2 separate regions of the Bombyx mori genome follow, and region 1 is linked to region 2. A link is a contact called in public Hi-C data. All regions are on one chromosome and are shown on one strand. The core of a region is the stretch at or near the end of the contact, and the rest is flanking DNA. Distances in the headings are between cores, read along the strand shown. Region 1 holds the start of LOC101742251 (cytochrome c oxidase assembly factor 5). Region 2 holds the start of LOC101740677 (pleiotropic regulator 1).

Region 1 (2,700 bases), core at 156-2,655, 700 kb after region 2:
TCTTTATAAGGTTTTAAGCTACACACGTGAGATAATGAGCGGACAAAAGTTAAATTAAAAACCTTCATTTTTATTAATGATACATTTCAGGCAGTTCGAACTTGCTGATACTAAATGTTGTTTCAAATAAATTGTAAATAATATTTGATTGATAACAACATTTTTTGGTTGATTGGTTTATTAGATTGGCAAAGGGAGAAGTGCCCAATTCGTTAAAAGTAAGTGTCTGAGAAAAGACCTAATCCTAGAGCTAGACCATAGGTGTGAGACGAGATGATTTTTTTTTGCTTAGATGGCTGGATGAGCTCACTGTCCACCTGGTGTTAAGTGGTTAAGTGGAACCCACAGACATTTACAACGTAAATGTGCCACCCACCTTGAGATGTAAGTTCTACGGTCTCAGTATAGTTACAACGGCTGCCCCACCCTTCAAGCCGAAACGCATTACTGGCCGTTTTCCAATTACAGCACAAGAGCGCATTATCCATTACTTAATGGTAGTTTTCCAATTACAGAGCATAATGCGACTCAGTGACGCACAATGCCGAATTATGCTGAAGTTTAGTTGAGCATTATGCCGCATAATGCGCTCTTGTGCTGTAATTGGAAAACGGCCACTGCTTCATGGCAGAAATAGGCGGGGTGGTGATACCTAACTGTGCGGACTCACAAGAGGTCCTACCACCAGTAATTACGCAAATTTTAATTTTGCGGGTTTGATATTTTTTATATACACGATGTTATTCCTTCACCGTGGATGTCGATCGTGAACAATTGTTAAGTACGTATTTCATTTGGTACCCGGTTGCGGCATTCGAACACTGGTGCACCGGACGTCTTATCCTTTAGGCCACGACGATTTTGACGAAATCAAGTAGCCTCTTAGTAAAACGGTGGAAGGTTACTGAAATGAAGTTAATGAATTCAATGGACTTCTTGCGAGAACAAAAGAAGCCATAATATCTAGTGTTATTGTTTCATTTTCCGACAGTGAAATGCAAATATTTTATGGTTCAGCGGAACATATATTATCGAAACATAATGAATAATATGATCAGACTTCAAATATTTAGTAGCGTTACTTTTACCAGTGCGTTGTCGTTAATAAAAGATAGATAGTTACAATGAAAACTACTTTATGGTTTAATCTCGCGTTTTTATTGTCAGCATTTTATTTAAGCAGTTTCGAATACTTAATAATTGTTTTGGTCACGGACTAAGATGTAAAAATAGTTTTAATTATGTCTACGACGAGCGAAAGCCGAGGGAAACCCAGTAGAGATAGTCATAAAAAATATCATTGCCATAGTATACGCACAGGCGTTTTAAGGCTCACTTCTATCAAACACAACATGAAGATTTGGCTTAAAAGAACAGATTCCAGGCCGCTCAAAAAATTCGAAAAAAAGTCCGTGAAGTTTATTGGTATTGGATTTATTAGTCGTAACTCGTAATCATAGAAATTGTAAATTAATACATTGCGGTTTTAATTTACGAGTTTGTTTACTATTGATAAATAATGGTTAGTTTTGCTCCTGATGAGATAGGCTTAGTAGATCAGTCGCCATGTGCCGGTATACGTGCAGATTTAAAGTCATGTTTATTAAAAAGTGATTGTTGCAAAAAGGTTAGTTTTAGTGTATCATAAAAACGGCATATATTTTTATTAGATACACTGAAATATTTATATATTTAATGATTCAGTTAAATTTTTTTAATCCATTCAACACATCAAAAATGTCAAGCCTAAGGTATTTATTACATTTATAGGATTAATTTTTAAAATCACTGCCTATGTTGTTCCTTAAAATATTTATAATGGATAAATTTCATTTCAGGACAAAAAGACACCAAGGGAATGTTTAAAAGATGGCTTAGTGCCTGAAGAATGCTTACAATTGAGACAAAGCTTCTTTGAGTGTAAACGATCTTTAGTAAGTACTAAATATAAGAATATTTGGCTTTGAAATGATGTAAAAATAACCTGAGTATACAGACAAAATAGCATAATATGACTTAAAAAAAAGTAAATAAAAATTAAGTTAAATGCGATGGATAAGTAAATTTAAATATATATTTGTATATTTTCAGCTAGACAATAGAAGAAGGTTTCGAGGTCATAAAGGATATTAAAATATATTATTTTAAACAATTTTATTAAGTGTTTAGTTCATGAAATTACCTATTGAAGATTTAAATACAAAATAATGCAGAGTAATAGGTACTTAAAACTGGTCTTTTTTTAGTTGTAAGTCATTCCCTTCAATGCAGTTTACTATATAATATTTTCAATTCTTTATAGTTTAGTTAAATGTGTATTAGTCATGTAATATTCCATAAAACTCAAATCAGGATTTTCTGGGCTAGAGATATTTAAGGGTCAAAGAAAAACTATAATTAACTACTAGGCCATAAAAATAAAAAGTTAACAGTATTTGAGGCAAAATAAAATTCCAGGGTATTTTCATACATTTCTACTGAATTGTTTCACTTGTAAACTGAACCAATAAATTTTATGACTGTAATTTACTTAACTGTGACATGGTTTTATAATAAGTTCTAATGGTAAGACAATACCTGCCTGATCTGTACTATGCCTCCAGGTATAATAAGCATTATTATAGATTTTAAAAGCATTAAAGTAGTTCCTCAATTAGGAGTTTAAAATCAGTATATAGTTTATTGTTTCTACCCAGGACT
Region 2 (2,700 bases), core at 47-2,546:
TTGGTCCAGAGTATGGGACAACAGCCCCTTCCGACGGCAAAGGTGCAGTTTCCACTGTTTCTGCTAAAGAAAACATTCGATTTATTTCATTGCAATATCAAGGAGTATTGGACCGATTTTTTATTGAATGTAATGAGCATAGAACTCATGAGGTCCACAGCTAAATTCTTGCTGTTTTTTTATCATAACGAAAATGCAACTTTGTTGTAAAAAAAATTCCATAAAAATGAATAATTTTTTTTTTGTTTCTGTATTTGATCCATATTTCTGGAATGTTCTCGATTTTTGTAGAGATATCGTATTGACTATAAAAGCGTTGCAGAGATGACATGAAAGCAGTTATTAAAAGGATCTACTCAAAGCGAAACAGCAAACGGATCACCTGAAGCGAAGCGGAAGAAGTGAATTACGAATTGTAAAGTGTTTGGTAAGTGTTCTTAGTTTTAAATAGAGTTTTAATATGTACTTCAGTGGAAGTTTTATTTATCCTGAGCCTAAGCGCTTAACCGTATATAGGAGTTTGTTAATTGTTTTTACCTGTGGTCAGTGGAGTTTCAGGTCTACAGGTGACAGACTCTTGTTGTTTCAGGGCCTGAGCCTTCCGCACTGCACCCATGACTTGTCCGTAACTATCTCTTGCTTTAACCAATTTCAGTACTTTCTCTCTGTTAATGTAAAATTATAAATAATAATTATCTACTCTAGTGTTTTATGTAGTTATACATAACGTGACATTTTCCTCTAATTTATTTACCTTGACAACATTGTCTGCTCCCATAAAGGTTTTCTCCAGTACAGTAGAAAGTTTTAAAGGTTTAGCAGAAATTTTTTGATACGGAACAACAAATCGCTTAGTTTGTCTATTGTACCGATCTTTGAAATAGCTCATCGATTATTTCCATTAGGACTTGTATTAAACTAACCTCAAATAATATTATTCTGTTTTACTTACGCTTTATCGTCGATTGGCGGCAACATTCCTTGATTAGCTAGGAACATATCGTGCGATCTTTTCAACGATCGAAACACTAAAGTGTGTACAGAATGTTTAATCACGTCCTCAGACATTATGAAGTTATTAATTAATGTCTAAAATTACTTAAAGAATACGAAATACTATTAACTTGTAATATTAAATCAGCATTTAAATTCAATTTTATTTTTAATTAATGCATATTCCTTATGATTCTTACGAAAAGCTTTTTGGTTTTAACGGTGTCGAGACCAAGAAATACCCGACAACAAACAGCAACAACTTTCCTACAAAATAAATCCTACGTCAAACAAACGTCAAATGGACGGTATGAGCAGCGTCACTGTCAAGTGTCACTGTACAGATAATAAAAAATTTGGGCAAATGAATGCAAATCTCGATTAGCCTGCAACAAACATAATTATTATGATTTTTTGAAATTACCATTTTAATTGTTTTAAAACAAACATTTTAAATTCCTCTTATTGAGCTGAAATACTAAAGGGTATTTGAAGAAAAAATTTATTGTTTGTTGTTTATGCTTGTTGTGACGGATAGAAAGTACGGATTTGGCTCAGAATTTTATCAATAATTTAATTAGAGTTTGCTCCTAGAAATGAAAAAAACACTGTTTACACAACGTCGATTTTATTCATAAGTACAAAATTCGAGCATAAAAATTCATTGCGAAGAAAATTGTGGAATTGATTTTCAATAAAATACACAGTGGACTATATCTATATTTACCTCTAAATTCACAAGTAGGTACGAACATGACTAGAAATTGTGCTTACAGACTAGAAACTAGACTAGATACAGCTGCTCACTAGTTTTCGAATATTTATTGATTTAATGATAGCTATTTGTTATGTTAAATTACATACAATAAACATCCTCCAAAGTATTATTTACATTGTACAGTGTGCCTGGTGCGAGTTGTTTTAACTTCTCGATCGTGTAAAAGTTACTCAAAATTGTATGGAGCTGGGGCAGTTACTCTGCGTTTGCCGCTAAAGGCGCTGTTCCAACTCCATACAAATGGTACTAAGCACATTGTACTGTTCAACACACAGACTTGGAATACTTAATAAGTGCATACACAATATTTACATAAACACACAATTACCGTAAAAGAGCATTTTAGTATTTATGAACGAATGTTAATCACTGAACTACCAGAAATTTCGACGACGATTTTTCAAAACTAAAAAAGCATTACACTCAGTGAAACAAGAGTCAATAGTACGGTTGTTAAACGAGACGGTCAACGTTCGAATTTTCAATCGACTGCCAATCGTAATCGATTTCAGTTGTATCGGCGACGGAGAATACCGCGCCACTCTCGGTTCAGATGGCCGATTTCTCTGGATTATTAGCGTCGCTAACGCGGCGGGAGTGGGGCGCGCGGCGCAGCGTCCTCGGCTGAAGGTTCAGAGGAGGCAAGTTGGGGCGTTCGATCCTGGTTGGCGATGACACGAGCGGTCTCGTTCTGCGCAGCGTCTCGATACCGTTACGGAAGTAGTCCTCAGCTCTATCGCTGTAATTTTCTATCAGGGGCGCCGGGTCTTCGTATTCAACATTGAAGTGACGGGTGATGGCCAAGTCTTCGGGTGGGCCGAGTTTGTAGAGAGGGGGTTCGACGCACTCGTAGTGGTGGTCCTCCGTATCGTCGTGCGGGTAAGTGTCGGCGACAAAGTGTCTCGTGCCTCTCGGCGTGAGGGCCGCCC

The links. A called contact is a pair of places that touch in the nucleus more often than the background predicts.
Region 1: a contact with region 2 is called in a Hi-C map of middle silk gland, with 1.5 times the contacts expected there. The contact joins the promoter of LOC101742251 here to the promoter of LOC101740677 in region 2. A contact is called at or near these places in 2 of 7 Hi-C or Micro-C datasets (middle silk gland and whole pupa).

What each region holds. Positions count from the first base shown.
Region 1 is chr23:2,323,850-2,326,549 of ASM3026992v2, forward strand. It overlaps LOC101742251 (cytochrome c oxidase assembly factor 5), which reads left to right and starts at 1,406. Exons shown (of 3, transcript XM_004925429.5): 1 at 1,406-1,627; 2 at 1,839-1,934; 3 at 2,092-2,700. The coding sequence starts at 1,520. The coding sequence ends at 2,133. It overlaps LOC101741861 (probable cysteine--tRNA ligase, mitochondrial), which reads right to left and starts at 401. Exons shown (of 1, transcript XM_004925426.5): 1 at 1-401. The coding sequence starts at 68.
Region 2 is chr23:1,619,031-1,621,730 of ASM3026992v2, forward strand. LOC101740677 (pleiotropic regulator 1) reads right to left here and starts at 1,297. Exons shown (of 8, transcript XM_004925419.5): 1 at 953-1,297; 2 at 538-665; 3 at 1-60. The coding sequence starts at 1,068. LOC101740918 reads right to left here. Exons shown (of 4, transcript XM_004925420.5): 4 at 1,600-2,700. The coding sequence ends at 2,321.